Regions from separate parts of the Mus musculus genome. Here region 2 is linked to region 1. A link is a contact called in public HiChIP or PLAC-seq data. All regions are on one chromosome and are shown on one strand. The core of a region is the stretch at or near the end of the contact, and the rest is flanking DNA. Distances in the headings are between cores, read along the strand shown.

Evidence for each region. HiChIP or PLAC-seq counts read pairs in DNA pulled down with a chosen protein or histone mark.
Region 2: a FOXA1 HiChIP or PLAC-seq map of pancreatic cancer cells shows a contact between it and region 1. The contact joins the promoter of Wdr27 here to the enhancer-like site in region 1. A contact is called at or near these places in 7 of 39 promoter capture datasets (3T3-L1-derived adipocytes, embryonic stem cells, hippocampal neurons and 2 more) and 1 of 115 datasets of contacts at active chromatin or transcription factors (pancreatic cancer cells).

What each region holds. Positions count from the first base shown.
Region 1 is chr17:13,878,074-13,880,773 of GRCm38.p6, forward strand. The region is part of intron 22 of Afdn (afadin, adherens junction formation factor); the gene reads left to right. Among named protein-coding and RNA genes, the nearest start is that of Gm7168, 69 kb to the right of the region's middle. Within about 2 kb of position 1,393, at least 12 of the 459 cell types and tissues checked have an H3K27ac peak or open chromatin away from gene starts, as enhancers often do. A contact at or near this core is called in pancreatic cancer cells, where this site is marked.
Region 2 is chr17:14,941,747-14,944,446 of GRCm38.p6, forward strand. Wdr27 (WD repeat domain 27) reads right to left here and starts at 1,378. Exons shown (of 25, transcript NM_175173.3): 1 at 1,351-1,378. 1600012H06Rik (RIKEN cDNA 1600012H06 gene) reads left to right here and starts at 1,438. Exons shown (of 2, transcript NM_026451.2): 1 at 1,438-1,573; 2 at 1,821-2,700. The coding sequence starts at 1,867. The coding sequence ends at 2,424.

The DNA of each region.
Region 1 (2,700 bases), core at 143-2,642:
AAGTTAGTGAGTGTGCTTTTTTTTTTTTTTGTTCCACTCAGGTACTTTGTATATTTTTCTAACTTATTTAAATATTTATACATGTATACAGTAAAATATAGTCACATCCTCCCTTACTTCTCTCCTCCAACTTCTAATAGATTCCTGTCAGAATGCCCCCTCTCTAGCACTGGTCTGACTTGCTATGTAAATCAGATTAGCCTAGAACTCACAGAGGTCCACGTGCATCTGTTTCCTAGGTGCTAGGATAAAAAGCCTGCACCACCATACAACCCCATGTATATGTTTGTGTGTGTATATGTGCATGTGTGTGTGTGTGTGCATGTGTGTGTGTGTGTGTGTGTGTGTATCACATTAAGCCCTATTAGTGCTACTCATATATGCATACAGTGTGTGCAGCCATTCACTGGAGAATGGGAAACCTACCATTGGCCATACCCTTAAAGAAGAATGATTTTCTATTAGCTGCTGTTAACTGCAGCTCCTCATTAGGGGCAGGGGCTTATAAGCTTTTCTCCCATCCATGCTGGAATTGTATCTGGCTTCATCTGGCTCAGGTAACTGCAGCTGCTCTGTGTGGATGTGATGGCCTTGTATCATTCAGACATCATGGGTGCGATGGTCATGTCCATCTATACATCATGGATGTGATGGTAGTGTCACATCCAGACGCCACAGATGTGGTGGCCATGTCATGCCCAGACTTCACAATGTGATGGCTGTGTCACATCTGGAGCAGCATTTCGCAGCACTTCTCCCCATCCTCCAGCCCTTTCTACAAGGTTTGAGAAAGATGTACCATTTGGGACTGAGCAGTCCTCCATCACTTACCCTCAGCACTTGACCAATTGTGAGTGTTTTCACCGACTGCTGACCACTGCATGAAGAAACTTCTTGGACCAAGATCGGGATAACAAGTCTCTGGGTATAATAAGCACGTGCTTGGAAGGGAAACGGAGGTCACAGCCATCTAGTAAAATAACAGGAGGTTCTCAAGTAGGATCTCTATGAACTCTCAGCAATGGGCTTCTGACGAGTCACTAAATTTCCTCCTGTGGAGCAGATTGCAGATATAGTCAGAAAGTACTTAGTTACCTCAGTCACAGGCATGTCACTGTTGCTGCATTTGGCACATCTTTTTTGGCAAGTCTGTATTCTAGCAAGCCAGAGTCCAGCACTAAATAAGACCATAGGCGTGGTTTCTCCCCCAGCAAGCAGCCTGTATTGTACTCTCTGACACTATGAACAGGGAAGAAATTTCTTCCTTTGGTTTGAGATTAATTTTTATCCTGTAAGCAAAGTTTGGTAGTTGTAGTCGTTGCATCTGACTTTTGTCGTTATGGTGATGACTAAGAGCAATGCCAATAGCCTGTGTCATTCTGGAGACTTCTGGACCCTCCTGCTGTGGAAATTTCTCCCATGCCTGCCCTGCACTTTTATTTACCCATGTTGTCTAGGGATGGCCTAATGCATCATGCAGAAAACCTCTGTTCAAACCCCTTTATGGTCATCATCACTGTTACATGTAGAAGTTAGCTTTCTTACCTGTGGGTTTCCATAAGACCTTTCATAATCCCGAGTTTTGATTAACACATACCTTTCTCTCCCCCATTTCCTCACCCTGCCCCTGTTTAACCCTTTAACACATTTCATAACACATGTGTTCTTCTACTATCTCCTCCAGTTAGATTTTTATATTGGATTGCAATTTAGTAACTTTCCATCTGGCTTGATTCCCCCCATCTCCCTATTGCCTCCAGACTTCCAGTTTCCTTCTTTATTTACCTTTCTTTTATTTCCTTTGGCACTGCCAGCTATTCAAGATGTGGTTTTGTGGCTGTTGTTAAGTGTTGACAGTACCAAGTGGCCTTACAGTTGAGAGCCCAGGGCTGGTAAGAGACTTGCAGTATGGTACACGGGAGGGAGTATAGACAGACACAGGAGGAGACTGGCAACATACTGGACAACCTTCATCCTTCATCTTAGGGTAAAAGAGCTTTACATGGAGAAGCACTCAGTCTTTCTTAGTTTCTAGCTGTTCAGAGTCTGCATGACATGCAGACAAATGCCACAGCCACATCTGTCACTACTCAGTTAACATATACTAATAAAATGTTACGCTGTTTTCAAATTTTTATATATATTTGTATATGTATGATAACATATACTGTTTTATAATTATAATATATATAGTATAATTTCTATTGTTATAAATGTATATACATACTACTTTATAAGACACATAATTTTATATATATAAACATACACACAAAACACAGGTTCTATTCCTGTGAAACAGTAACATACTGCATAACTGATGACTGCCTTCCTGTCCCTACTCCCTACTGTAGGGAGAAAAAAGGGAGCCAGTCTCACCAGTGAAAACTGTAAACTAAAATGCTAGCTAATAGAGGAAATATGGATGGTTTGCACATCTTCCAGATTATTACTTTGAAAAACTTATCTTAATATACTGAAATTTCTTTTAATAATACATTATTATATGATATAATATCTCAAAGTTATTAAGGGAACTTAATTTTATTGTTGGTACAAAAGTATATATACTCAGTTGTGCTACTTCCAGTAATATCCAAGTAAGGTTTCATGCACATGACTGTATGTGTTTTGTTGTTATATTATGATCTCCAAGTAGAGTATTGATGATCTTGAAACTATGTATGATACCTAAGGTTTCTC
Region 2 (2,700 bases), core at 128-2,627, 1.1 Mb after region 1:
GAACTCTGTCTTCCAAGGTGATGATGGTCTTAAGGCTCAGAGGGACAATGGGAGGTAATCTCGGTCTTGAATGTGGAACCTCCTTGATGCGATTGGTGTTCTTGTAAAATGAGACAAAGAACTTCTTGCCTTTCCACCCATTTATAAACCAGGAAAAGTCTCCAGACATGAAATCTAGTCTTAAGAACTGTGTGCATGCTTTCTCCTCCAGCCAAGCAAGATGCCTAAAGGAAAGACAGCCAAGGGAAGAAGGTGACCCTGAGCATCGCCGGTGTCAAGGACCAGGAGGCCAAAAAAGTGGTCAATCCTTAGTTTGAGAAAAGGCCCACGAATTTCGCCATTTGGGAAGGACATCCAGCCCAAAAGAGATCTTACACGCTTCATCAAATGGCCCCGCTACATCATGCTGCAGCGGCAAAGAGCCATCCTCTACAAGCGGCTCAAAGTCCCTCCTGCCATTAACCAGTTCACCCAGGCCCTGGACAGGCAAACAGCTTGCCCACAAGTACAGGCCAGAGACAACGCAAAAGAAGCAAAGGCTACTGGCCCCTGCTGAGAAGAAAGCTGCTGGCAAAGGCGACGTCCCAACTAAGAGACCACCTGTCCATTGAGCAGGAGTCAATATAGTCACCACCTTGGTGGAGAACAAGAAGGCTCAGCTGGTGGTGATTGCCCATGATGTAGACCCCATTGAGCTGGTGGTTTTCCTGCTTGTCCTGCCCAGGTTGGGGCGCCTGGTCCACAGGAAGAAATGCACCACTGTTGCCTTCACATAGGTTAACCCGGAAGACAAGGGTGCTCTGGCTAAGCTGGTGGAAGCTATTAGGATCAATTGTAATCACAGATATAACGAGATCCGTCGCCACTGAGGAGGCAACGTGCTGGGCCCTAAGTCTGTGGCTCGCGTTGCCAAGCTGGAAAAAGCAAAGGCTAAAGAACTCGCCACTAAACTTGATTAAATGTACACTAAGTTTTCTAATTACTAAATTACTTCCCAAAAAAATGTGGGGGGTGGGGTGATGGCAATTGTGGGCTTGGGGGGGGGGGAGGAATCATTTCTTACTAGTAGTTCTCATGTTGAAATTTATATTTCCCTTCTGTCATGGTTTAAGACAAATCCAAAAGTGTCCCTCCCGGTGCTGCCCGCACTCAGGGGCTTGTGCTGCAGGGCTTAGGGAGGCCACTCACGCGCGGCTCTGGGGGCGCGGGAGGAGAAGGCTGGACCGGGCGCGGCTCGGCCCTCCGCCATCCGGGAGCAGGCTTCCCAGTCATCCCCTCAAGGGAGCTTGTCGCAAGCTGCAATCCCTGGCAGCCTCACCGACCGTCCAGCCCACTTTCCCCGGAACTCACCGACCACGCCAGCCGCGTCGCTATGGTTACGGGGGAAAGCTGCTCTATTCTCGCGAGAGCCTGGCGTTACCTCACTTCCGGTCCCTTAGGCCGGAGTTGGTTCCCAAAAGCCCTCGCTTCCGGAGTACCACACTTCCGGGCGCGGCCTCTTTTCCGCCAGCTGGGGCGAGTTCCAGGCTGAGCCCGGGTGCTGCGGGTGCTGCGTGGCCTGCGGGGCGTGGCGGTGAGTTCGGGGTTGGCGACCTCGCTATTCTCCAGACACCTGCGCCCCCAGGGGCCTGTCCTAAGGTCCCTCTTACCGCTTCCCTCTTCCCACCCGCCTCCTCTGCTCCTCCCTCTCTGCTGTTCCCTACTCTTTATCCCTTCTCTCCTTCCCCTTCCCCACCGTCGGTTCCCGGGACCCAGGTGCACGAATCTTGGTCTGCGTGGACGAGCACCTCGGGTCACGCCTGTCACCCGTACCTTCCCAGCACAGCGACTGCAGATGAGGGAGTCCCCGAGTTGAGTGCCCCAGCGATGGCTACTCCCTGGAGGCGCGCCCTGTTGATGATCCTGGCGTCCCAGGTGGTGACCCTGGTAAAATGTTTGGAAGACGACGACGTCCCGGAGGAGTGGCTCCTTCTGCACGTGGTCCAGGGCCAAATAGGAGCCGGGAATTACAGCTACTTGCGGTTGAACCATGAGGGTAAAATTATTCTCAGGATGCAGAGCCTGAGAGGGGATGCGGACCTGTACGTGTCGGACAGCACTCCGCACCCGAGCTTCGACGACTATGAGCTGCAGTCTGTCACTTGCGGCCAGGATGTGGTCTCTATACCGGCACACTTCCAGCGACCGGTCGGGATAGGAATTTATGGACACCCCTCTCACCATGAGAGCGACTTTGAGATGAGGGTATACTATGACAGAACTGTGGATCAGTACCCATTCGGAGAGGCTGCCTATTTCACTGACCCAACAGGAGCCAGTCAGCAGCAGGCTTACGCTCCAGAAGAGGCAGCCCAAGAGGAGGAATCAGTTCTCTGGACGATATTGATTAGCATTTTGAAACTGGTGCTTGAAATTCTCTTCTGATCCCTTGAATATGCTGGAGCACAAACCCTTATTTTCACAGAGCGATTACAGTTTGCTGCGAACCTAGCTACTTGACCTGGTGAAACTCTGGTTACTTTTTTCTAGACTAGGATGGAAAAATAAAGCCATACAGTTTTGTTACCTCAGTTTACTCCCCAAGCAGGAAAAGCAGCAAGCACAATATTTTAGAGATTAAAATTCCTATAAAAAGGAGTCTGCTCAATAAAATGTTTAAATGCATTTTGGTTAGTCAGGTGAGTAAGAAGATTACAGTAA